Regions from separate parts of the Mus musculus genome. Here region 1 is linked to region 2. Evidence: chromatin contacts called from public HiChIP or PLAC-seq data. All regions are on one chromosome and are shown on one strand. The core of a region is the stretch at or near the end of the contact, and the rest is flanking DNA. Distances in the headings are between cores, read along the strand shown. Region 1 has its middle 12 kb from the start of Gm34201. Region 2 overlaps Parvb (parvin, beta).

What was found. HiChIP or PLAC-seq counts read pairs in DNA pulled down with a chosen protein or histone mark.
Region 1: an H3K4me3 HiChIP or PLAC-seq map of forebrain shows a contact between it and region 2, with 7 times the contacts expected there. The contact joins two enhancer-like sites. A contact is called at or near these places in 4 of 15 datasets of contacts at CTCF or cohesin (CD8 T cells, the NIH/3T3 cell line and embryonic stem cells), 30 of 484 Hi-C or Micro-C datasets (CD4 T cells, the HL-1 cell line, the MC3T3-E1 cell line and 18 more), 12 of 115 datasets of contacts at active chromatin or transcription factors (T-cell acute lymphoblastic leukemia, embryonic basal ganglia, embryonic forebrain and 9 more) and 4 of 9 other capture datasets (adipose tissue, embryonic stem cells, liver and 1 more).

Annotation. Positions count from the first base shown.
Region 1 is chr15:84,637,029-84,642,767 of GRCm38.p6, reverse strand. No RefSeq gene overlaps it. Among named protein-coding and RNA genes, the nearest start is that of Gm34201, 12 kb to the right of the region's middle. Within about 2 kb of position 2,762, at least 83 of the 459 cell types and tissues checked have an H3K27ac peak or open chromatin away from gene starts, as enhancers often do. A contact at or near this core is called in cerebral cortex and forebrain, where this site is marked.
Region 2 is chr15:84,258,873-84,264,391 of GRCm38.p6, reverse strand. The region is part of intron 1 of Parvb (parvin, beta); the gene reads right to left. Among named protein-coding and RNA genes, the nearest start is that of Gm33723, 22 kb to the right of the region's middle. Within about 2 kb of position 3,676, at least 25 of the 459 cell types and tissues checked have an H3K27ac peak or open chromatin away from gene starts, as enhancers often do. A contact at or near this core is called in cerebral cortex and forebrain, where this site is marked.

The DNA.
Region 1 (5,739 bases), core at 1,513-4,012, 380 kb before region 2:
CTGTCCAGCATGGGGGCCCATGCCACTCTATGTTGCTGCTGTAAACGTGCAGTGACAATACAGACCCTCTGGCTCCTGCTGCTACCTTGCCACCGCGGTCCTTGATTTATTTGCACTCGTCTGGTGTCTCCCGCCAGGATCCATGGCACTTGGTAGGCTCCCCCCTCAGCTCTGAGATGCTTCTCAGATGCTCCGTGGCGGAACCTGTGCCCGAGGGAATGGCATCATGCGAAGCTGAGAGTGTGAGACTGTGGGTAGAGATCCAGGATGAGGGGCCGGCAACATGACTCAGGCAGTGAAGGTGATTGTTGCTAAGCTTGATGACCTGAGTTCAATTCCTGGGACCCACAAACCTGGTGCCTCACAAGGTGCCTAGCTGTGTAAGAGGAACTCCTGCCCCCTGTTCTACAGCTTCGGGAAGAGAGTCAGAGAGACAAGGCCATCCGAAACACAGGCTATCCCTTCTGGTTAGTATATAGTTGCACAGGCTAAGTAAGTCATGGCTCTCCCAGCATCTTCTTCTCAGATAGTGCTCCTACTGTACTGGAGAGCCTGGTGCTGAGGTCTTGGTGACCATGCCCAGTCTGTGTGAGCCTTCAGCCCCACCCCTGGGTCTGAACCAACAAGTGACTCATGTAAGTTTGGAAGGAGCAGAGGAGTGGAGTGAACACTTTAACCAAACCCTTTTGAATAAAAGCCTCAAGATTTAAGCAGTCCTGGCCAGTGTGGAAGGCTTTCTTGGAAGCCAGGCTCTTGTGAGCTGAGCCTTGCCTACTGGGGTCTCCAGAGATCCAGGCTTTGGCATATGGCAGACACTTTTTATAAATATTTCTCCCATCTAAGTGCCAACCGGGACTGAGCCTCCTTAGTTTCTGGGGTCAGATGAGATAGAATGTGTGCCCAAATGTGTCGATGTGGTAGAGTTTCTTGGCTGAATGGTGCCTCTGGGGAGGTGCATCCCAGACCTCGAGTCTGCTAGCCCAGGCTCTGCTTCAGTGTGCTGTGCAGTTTCACGCCAGCACCTTGTCTCTCTGATGTTCAGTTTCTTGGTTCATTAAGTAGCAGGGTGTTGAGAGGGCCTGAGATCATGAGAGAGAAATGATTGGCCTCATAGTGCCAGGGGGCATCAGGCAATCAGTCCTTTATGGCTGCCATCGGTTGTCCAGATGGATCCCAGGGCATCTGCCTGACTCAGGCTGGCTTGGATGTCTGGAGTGGCTGTGGGCTCTGGGTGCTGACTGTAAGAGATGGATATCGGCTCAAGACCCCCCAAGATCAAGTTCTCAGCACAAAGGAGATGTAGTTGCCCCAGAGAGACAAAGTGCAGGGAATAAGAGTCAAAGACAGGACATGAGGGAGAAGGGGGAGGGGACAAGGGAGAAGGGGGAGGGGACAAGGGAGAAGGGGGAGTGGACAAGGGAGAGAGGGCAAGGGCATTTGTCCCAGAGTCGAGAGGCACAGGTCTGCCTCTGGATAGTGAGAAGGCAGACGTGGCCCTTAGGCAAATGGCAGTTTATGAAGATAAAAGGGGGAAACCCTGCGTTAGGATGCAGTGTTTAATTTTGATTAGGCAGGTTAACTAGGTGAGCCAAAGCTTTCGATTGCTGGATGTCAATACTTTGATAGCTGGACCTTGGTAGTCAGTCAGCCTCAGGACAAGTAGACAAATAAGCGAATAGACTTTGGTGGCCAGCTTTAGGAATGCGAGGCAGAGGGCATGGGAGAGAAGGGCAAGGCCTGACAGAACTATGTGTGGCGTGCTCCGGCTGGCTAGAGTCCCTTCTCTGTCTGCAAGGGGCTCTGACAAGGGTCTGGTTGTGCACATTGGTACAGTTCTCTAGGTTTTGACTCACAGCCCAGGCTGGCTTGAGCTTGCAGTCTTCTGTTTCAGCCTCCACAGCAGTGGGGTTACTGGATATATGCCACCATGCTCAATTCCCCTGGACGCTATTATAGAGTCCTTCCAGTTCACTGTTGCCGGTGTTCAGGAGTGGTGTTCTGGGCCAGAGATAGTGCTGAGGTAAAAGGCATAAGCCACCCACTCAATGCAAAGATTGTTAAAAAAAAAACGATTTTAATTTTATGTGCATTGGTGTTTTGCCTGCATGCCTGTCCGTCTGGGGGTATCAGATCTTCCAGAACTGGAGTTATGGATGGTTGTGAGCTGACATGTGGGTCCTGGGATTTGAACCCTGGTCCTGTGGAAGGACAGTCAGTGTTCTGAACCGCTGAGCCTTCTCTCTATCTAGCCCTTGATGCCGAGATTTTAGAACGTCAACATCAAGCCCAGTTTGTGGCTCACAATTAGAACCAGAAAATAGGTTCTCCTCAGTGCAGTGAATGCAGTGTGCCAGTGCTGACTCCCCTCAGGGTCCTCACAGCAAGTTGACAAAAGTGTGTGTGTGTGTGTGTGTGTGTGAGAGAGAGAGAGAGAGAGAGAGAGAGAGAGAGAGAGAGAGAGAGAGAGAGTGCCTGTCTGTCTCCAAGCCCAGCCTAGTCCTCACCCATGGGGGCATGTCCATATCTAGCTGAAGAATGACTATTGAGGAACACAAATGAATGACAGAGGCTCCCTGGTGTCCCCTCCCTGGTGTGTCTCTCCCTGGTGTCCCCTCTCTGGAGTCCCCTCCCTGGTGTCTCCTCCCTGGTGTCCCCTCCCTGGTGTCCCCTCCTTGGTGTCTCCTCCCTGATGTCTCCCTCCTGGTGTCCCCTCCCTGGTGTCCCCTCTCTGGAGTCCCATCCTTCGTTCCTCAGCCACAGCTGGCAGAAGCTCAAAGACTGAGCAGTGTCCACTGGCCAGCTGCACTCTGACCCTTGCTCTCCTGAGTGGCCTCTCAGCCCATCTGGAAGCAGAAGGGCCTGCCCCCAGGGCCCCAAGCCTCCAAAGTGGGAACAGATATCTCCAGTCACTTAGACTGTGAGGAAGCCCAGGCCCCTATCTCTCCTCAGCCTCCAAGCCAAGCAGTTCTGGGAGGGGACAGTTAATTTGAAAAATGTTTCCATGGTTGAATGGAAACTTCTGCTGGGCAAAGGGAAGAAAGGAATTGTTAACGAACTACAGAAGCCCAGGGCCTTTCATCTTCAGTTCTTGGAAGAGCCAGACTGTTCTGGCCTGGAACAGCGTGTTCTCCCAAATAGCCCAGGCACAGCCAGCCAGGGAGCACGGGCTTTGGAAGATGACCACAGAGTGGCCATCACCAACCATCCCGGATGTGCACATGTCCTGTCTTGTGACCCTCTTTTGTGTGCTCATTTAAAGAGGGTCCAGAAGCTGGGACTGCACTTTGGACCCGGGTCCCTGGGAATTCTAACCACACAGGGTTTACCCTGAAAGCGAGCCTCAGACAGCTCAGAGGAACTTAGCCGTTTAGGTCAGGGACGAACGCCATAGAGGAAGAATCAGCCAGGCAGGGCCTGGTAGAGGTTCACCCTGGGTCTCTGGCAGCAGCTTAAATGTCTGCATTTTCTGGAGGCCCATCTGGCTGCAGAGTTCAGGAAGTCAGAGGACCGAGTGGGGCTCAGGGAACTTCTGGGATGTGGGAAGAGGTTTACACTGTCTACTGGAGCACAGCTCATAACTGCAGGAAGGCATACTCACACTCAAAGTTCATCTTGAAGTTAGAAATGCCAATGCTGAATAGAATGCATGGGGGGGGGTGTGGGCATGTGTGTATGTGTGTGTGGCTGTGTGTGTATGTGTGTGTGTCTATGTGTGTGTTAGGGTGTGTGTGTGTGTGTCTGTGTGTGTTAGGGTGTGTGTGTGTGTCTGTGTGTGTGTCAGGGTGTGTGTGTCTGTGTGTATTAGGGTGTGTGTGTGGCTATGTGTGTTAGGGTGTGTGTCTGTGTGTGTTAGGGTGTGTGTGTGTCTGTGTGTGTGTTAGGGTGTGTGTGTGTGGCTGTATGTGTTAGGGTGTGTGTGTGTGTGGCTGTGTGTGTTAAGGTGTGTGTGTGTGTGTTAGGGTATGTGTGTGTGTCTGTGTGTTAGGGTATGTGTGTGTGTGTGAAGTTAGGGATGTGGGTGAAGCATTGGCTTTTGTCTTATGTTTCTCTCCCTGGTTGTGACAAGATACCAGACAGTAGCTGCTTAAGAAGGAGGGGTTTGTTCTGCCTCACAGTTTGAGACACAGGGGGTGTTGCAGGCCTTGGGTCACACTGTGAGCTCAGCCAGGAAGCAGAGAGACATGTGACCTTTTCCTCTTTCAGTCTGAGATGCCAGCACACAAAGGCTTCTGCTGCCTGTTAAGGGTGGGCCTTCTCATTTCAGTTAAACTTCTCTGAAAACACACACACACACACACACACACACACACACTTTCCCCACAACTTCTTCACCCTCACATACACACACATGCATACATGCACACACAGAAACATAAACACACGCGCGCACACACACACACACAGACACACACAGACACACTCGGAGATGGTCTCCCAGGAGATTCTAAATCCTGTCAGGCTAACTATAAAAATGAATCCTCACAGGCTGTCTTAGTCAGTGTACTCAGTGTTCTACTGCTGTGAAGAGACACCAAGACCATGGCAACTCTTATAAAGGAAAGCGTTTAATTGTGGCTTGCTTACAGCATCAGAGACTTAGCTTATTATTGTCAGGTGGAAGAGCATGGTGGAGCACAGGCAGACTTGGCGCTGTAACAGTTGAGAGTTCTACATCCAGATCTGGAGGCAGCATGAAGAGAGAGAGTCTGGCCCTGGGTTGAGCATTTGAGACCCCCAAAGCCCATCCCCAGTGACGACTTCCTCCAACAAGACCACACTGATTCCAACAAGACCACACCTACTCCAACAAGGCCACACCTCCTAATCCCTGTCAAGTAATACCACTCCCTAATGACCAATCCTTTAAATTTATGAGCCTCTGGGGACTACTCCTATTCAAACCACCACACAGGTTTATAGTGTATTTTTGAAAACATGGGGCAATGACTATGAATTCTGTTTAGGAAAAGAAAGTCTCAAAAAAAAAAAAAAAAAAAAAAAACCAAACAAGACTACAGAGCCTGGACTGCTATTGAGGAGAGAGGCCACTCACTGATATATTCAAGGCCCAGGAAGTAAACTAAAATTGCAAGGCTCAGGAACTTCCTGAAACTTACAAGATTCACAAGGTCTCTCCCCAAGGCTATGTAAGTAGTAACAGTGGCTGAGAAGAGGAGACTCTAAGAGTTGTCTGCAAGCTGCACAGGTAGCTTTAGGGATACAGCTTTTTGTGAGTCATTATTGTGCTGGAGTTGACTTCTTAGTGACATAGTTGCCCTTGAACTCCCTGCTCCTGTGAGTAACCCCTCAGTAATGCCCTTGTGAGTAATCTCTCTCACACTTCTGTAAGTAACTCTAAAAAACTCACTGGTTCACTGGGGTAGGTTTTAAATGGAACTGTCTCTTTGGTCTGTCTTCAACGTCCTGTCTGGGATGCATAGATATTTGTCACATCTCCCCAGGGAAAGTGATACAGCAGCTGTGAAGTGAATCCAGGGCCAGCCTGGGATACATAACGAGACTCCGAAAAAGACAATAATTGTGTGGGATACTGAGATGGGATGAAATGTAGACCAAGAAAACCAGTATGGGTTTTCTTTTTTTTTTTCTTCCATTTTTTTATTAGGTATTTAGCTCATTTACATTTCCAATGCTATACCAAAAGTCCCCCATACCCACCCACCCCCACTCCCCTACCCACCCACTCCCCCTTTTTGGCCCTGGCGTTCCCCTGTACTG
Region 2 (5,519 bases), core at 2,427-4,926:
CACCCCTGTACCTTCCTCAAAGCCAGTTGGAGCCAGGTCCTGTAGACCACACCCCGATACTGGCGGACCCTGGAAGAGGCCTTCTCTTATCTTACCTCTTTAAAAGTGCCTAGAATACCCTCTCAGTGTACCCGCCACCCTGGAAGGAACTAGGGCCACTCTTCTAGGTTCCCATGATTCACCGTTCATGTGACAGCGGCAAACTCTTAGCCTGGGGACATACTCATACCCAGGACCAGGCCTCAGATCATCCCCGTGGTCATGCATCCAGCACAAAGCCAGGCCCAGGCTTCGTGTACAGAGGATGCATGGCAAGTAGAGAGAGCAAAGAGACTTCAGCCAGGGATAGCTACCCAGAGCACAGACAGTGACTGTCACCTACAGATCACCTCTGGCCATTTCACTGATGGAAAAGAGGTCTCCCATTAAGGCTCACATTAGCCCAGCAGTCGTGGGTCACCAAGAACCCAATTACCACAACACAGTCTTATAGAGGCAAGAGGAAGGATGCTGCCAGGAGATTAGGGGTTGAGTGGGGGCAGGGGAGGCAGCCTTGAGCCACCCTCAGCCTCCTCTACTTTGAAGGGCAGACCAAGTATTCACACAGGTTTCCCTGACACAGAGACACTCCCCTCCCCCATGCCAGGCAGAATGCATCTGTCTCAGGAACTAGGTCTGAGGAGTGCACAATGCCTGATATCATGTGTGTGTGTGTGTCTCTCTCTCTCTCTCTCTGTGTGTGTGTGTGTGTGTGTGTGTGTGTGTGTGTGAAGCTGAAGCTCGGAGCTAGGGTTAAACAGACAATTCCTTCAGCCCTCACACAGTCTTTTTCTTCCCCTCTGTCCCCCAGGGTGATCAGGAAAATTTTAGAACTACAGAAAAAATAACTTCAATAGGAAGAAGGTTTCCGGGTTCACAATAAAATGTCAAGCTTTCCATATAGGCTCCCTGGGCAGGCTGAATCAGGGGTGGGAGAGCCAAGGCGGCCTCGCTCACAGAGAACACGGTCCTTGAAGGATAAAAGGCAGCCTAGCTGTCTCCTCACATGCAAAACCTCATGGGCTTCTTCAATCCACCCTCTATCCTGTAGGCTCTCAACCTGAGGGTCAAGACCCCCTTTGGGGTTGCATTATCAGATACCCTGCATATCAGATATTTACATTATGATTCATAACAGGAGCGAAATTACAGTTATGAAGTAGCGATGAAATAATTTGGTGGTTGCGGGGGTGGGGGTCACCACAGCATGAGGAACTGTATTAAAGGGTCGCAGCATCAGGAAGGTTGAGAACCACTGCCCTAAACACAACAGGGAGAATTCTGGAGGTGAGCCCATTGTCAGCCAGATGTGAGCTTTGACTGGTCTCTAACACCTTGGGTTTGCCCTCCTCTAACCCAAGCCAGTGTGCTCCCTAACCACTGACCCATCCAGTCCATCCCCCCAGCACAGTCCTCCTCTGCCTCCAGAATCCGGTCCACACCTGCCACAGTGTCCCCAGCCAACTGACTTTTCTAGCACCTCTTGTTCTGCCCCCTCTGGCAGACACTGCCTCCCCTAAGAGCTCAGACCACGGTGCCTTTACTCAGCCTGGGCATCCTCCCTGGCACCACGTCCCACAGTTACTGTTGGAACTGCATCCAGAATTTCCCATCTGCCTATGCATGCCCGGAAGTCATCTTCCAGTTCTGAAGGTCCCTACAATCCAGACAGAGAAACAGGGAGGAAAGCCTCACGGAACAGCTGTGGACACCGCATCTCTTACCACAGGGGACAGATAATAGTAGGTAGGCAGGATCACAGGGCCGTTGTAACAACTTTCCGCTACATGGAGAGTGGCTAAGGATAAGATTTAAGTCTCTCTGCCCCTACTCCTCACCCCATCACATAGCTGGGCCACATTTGGGCACTTACTCACTTCACCTGAGCTCACCTGAAGAGAACTGAGTCAAATCCATGTTCTGGAAGGCTCAGCTTGGAAGCCAGTGCCAAGGGCAGAGGACCTCACCAAACAATGCTCAGGGGATTCGGAGAGCAGGTACCAACGTCACCAATTCTCAAAGGACCCAGATGTCAAACACCCACCCTAAAGACGAGGCTCAACCAATTCGGAAGCTCCTGGAATCTCTGCCCAGGCTCCTGAGGTGTGGGTTGTAAGATCTCCGCACATGCACACCAAGGCTACGGGAATAAGCAGGATGAAGCATGGCTCATCCCTGGCTGCAGACGACGCTGCAGAGGCACAGGCCCTCCAAAGTCCCTGCAAAGAGCAGGTGTCAGACTCAAACCAGCACAGTGCCTATGGGAGGCTCAGGGCCATCTAAGCTCAAAGGGCTGTGGTAAAGCTGAAAATGCAGGCCCAGTCCAGGGGGAAAGGAAGTGTGGACCACAGCTATGGAGCAGTGAGGGCCAGCAAACAGCACAGGCCACTGGGGAAGGTCAGAGACTGCTGGAACCTCAACTTCAGGTACCCCAGGTTGCCGCTAGGGTCAAACCCAGGGACTCACACACACTAGGCAAATGCTCTGCCATTGAATTACGTCCCTAGTCCTTCCTTTTGGACACTGTCTTAGTTAAGGTTACTATTGCTATGGCGAAAGGGCTGGTTTGGTTTATGCCTCCAGATCATAGTCCCTCACTGAAGGAAGTCAGGACAGGAACTCAGGCAGGACAGGAACCTGGAGGCAGGAGCTGATGCAGAGGCCATGGAGAGGTGCTGCTTACTGGCTTGCTTCCCCTGCCTTGCTCAACCTGCTTTCTTATAGAACCCAGGACCACCAGCCTGGGGATGGCCCTGCCCACAATCACTAATCACTGCCCTCCCCCATCAATCACTAATTAAGAAAATGCTCTAATAGGCTTGCCCACAGCCCAACCTTATGGAGACCTTTTTCCAATTGAGGTTCCCTCCTCCCAGATGACTATAGCTTGTGTCAAGTTGTCATAAAACTAGCCAGCCCGGTGGCTCAGGCTGTCCTGGAACTCTCAATCCTCCTGCCTCGGGCCTCCCAAAGTGCTGGGACTACAGTATGTGACACCATGTCCAGCCAGTGTCACCACTGCAGAGTCACACAGCATACTGGCTAGTCTAGAGGACTTCAGCCCTATGACTTGATTCCCTGCTTTTGAAGCTGCACCCTACACCCCAGCCCCGCACAGAAGGGCTCCCCTGATCATCATCTGTTCTCTTGGCTCAGACCCTCAGCTCAGGTGCTGATGATCAATGACTCTTAACCCCAGGCCACACAGCAGGCCTTTTGCCGCAAGCCTTGGAGTCCCCAACTTAGGAAGGGTTGCTTTTGATCCCACTTCCTTTCAATCAATTCCACTGCCTTTCGACAAGTGATTTTAATCATGGTTGGGGGGAGGTGCAGAAGAATTCGGAGAGAGAAGAGCGTGCAACACCCCAAATACAAACAAACAAATAAACAGCAAAAGAGCAAAATGCAGATTTCCCTGCCGGTGGTGAACACACATCGTGCCATCCCTCTGAGAAAGCTATACAGGTTGCTTGCTCACCAAGGCAGACTGGGAATGAAATCTGCTGGTCGCTCGAAGCGGCAGAACAAGCCTGGTCAAGCTCAATACAGATAGAGAAATGCACTGTGTAGAACAGGAATGAGAGCAGAAATGGCAGCAGGAGAGTCACTCCTCAGCGGAGCCGGCGAGGCCCGCTTCCCAGCTGTGGAACCAGCGGTAATTAATCTGATCGGTAATGTTCCCACATACCCAGAAGTCCAAAGCGGTTCTGCTGAGAAAATAAGAAGATTAAATCATTAAGCCATTAACAACAACAACAAAAGAGCTCTACTGTACACCTGCCACGGGGAGAACCACTCCCCCCGCCCCCAAACTGGGCTGAGAGCAGGAACGCTATGTACATGGCGCCCTCTAGTGGTCATCTGTACTATGGCTGTCTGACGAGACTTCGTTCGGGAGGCAGGTCCAGTTTAATCTTCTTTGGCTGAGATAAAAAGCAAAGACCTGGGTTGGGGGGCGGGGACGGGGGGAGGGGTGCTCAGAACACTAGCACTGGACTCTGCAAGCTTGGCAGATGAGGAGCCAGGGCTAAGAGCCTATGTAGACACGCTCCCTGCCCCTGACACTCTTGGAACCCACGGATCCCACGCACTTCCCCAACACATTGGCCTCCCTTGACAGCTCCTTTCTTCGAGGCATTGTCACAGTTTGGCACATCTGCGCCAAAGGTTTAGCTGCCATCACTTCTGTAAAGGGCAGGCGTGTCACCTGCTTGTCTCCTGGCTCCTCAGGGCATCAGGCAGAGAGCAAACTGCTCAGAGAACAGCTGGCTAATCCTCAGTGAGTTCAGGAGCAACTGGGCCAGCAATCTGCAGCTTTAATCAATCATTTATTTGCAGTTATTTTCCCTATTTTGGTCTTTGGAGAACAATCTTGATACGTAGCCCAGGCTAGCCTCAGACTCACAGGCCTTCTCCTGCCTCATTGGTCCAATTGCTGAGTGGGATTACAGGCATCTGCCATCATTCCTGCCTGGGGATTCTCGCTGTAACTCCCTGGACCTCTTTCTCCTACATCTTTTATGGTTGCATGGTGCTTCCCCTTCTGTGATGAAAAAAATGAATGTATACTGAAGTTAGCTTGGGTAGTACAAGCAACCCCATGGGGTCTCCAGGCAGGAAGAGAAGCCTGGAACAGAGACAGACTGGGAGATGCAGTGTGCTGATGGCTGGGGGGATGGCGGGGACAGCACGGGTCCTTTCAGAACTGGAAGAGGTCAGAGATGAAAACTCATCGAAGCCTCCAGAAGGCTGGAAAGCCCAGCCCTGATCCTGACTGATGACGTTCAGGGCTGTAAGGCAACACACAGACTCCCGTTCTAACTAATGAGGTTCTGGTGCCTCATTGCCACAGTCCTACAGAAACAAACAAGGGCATGGGGGGCACGTTGCTTTGATCCCAGCACTCCGAAGGCAGGCAGATCTCTGTAAGTTCAAGGCCAGCCTGGTCTACACAGCGAATTCCAAGACAGCCAGGGCTACATAGAGAGACCCTGTCTCAAAAAGACAGAAAGGAAAAAAACAAACAAGGAGGGTGGCTACCAGAAGCCTTGCACATCCAGATAGACTCTCCCACTGGCCTTTCAAGAGCTGTTGAAAGAGACAAGCCTGGGTCACTCAGCAGCAGAACTTTAGACAGAAAGGAAGAGCTGTTTGACCTCACTGTAGAGAGCACCGCCCCTCCCTGATCCACACAGCAAGGCAGCCACTGGTCCTTGACACAGAGGTCAGGGTGGGGGGTCTTCTAGAAAACAGATTTCCCAACAGGCATTGGCTTTTATGGGCAGACACCACAGGACGGCCACCCGCAGCACCTGAAGCCACCTCCCCTGAGCTAGCCTCTCCGAAGGTTTACCCAGCAGCCTTGGCCTGAAGGCAGTTGGGGACCAGGCTACCTCCAGCTTTCCACACTGCCTGGCCATTTAATAGTTTTCACAGGAGCAGTCGGAGGTGTGCTAATTGCTTGCCCTTTGCAGCCACAG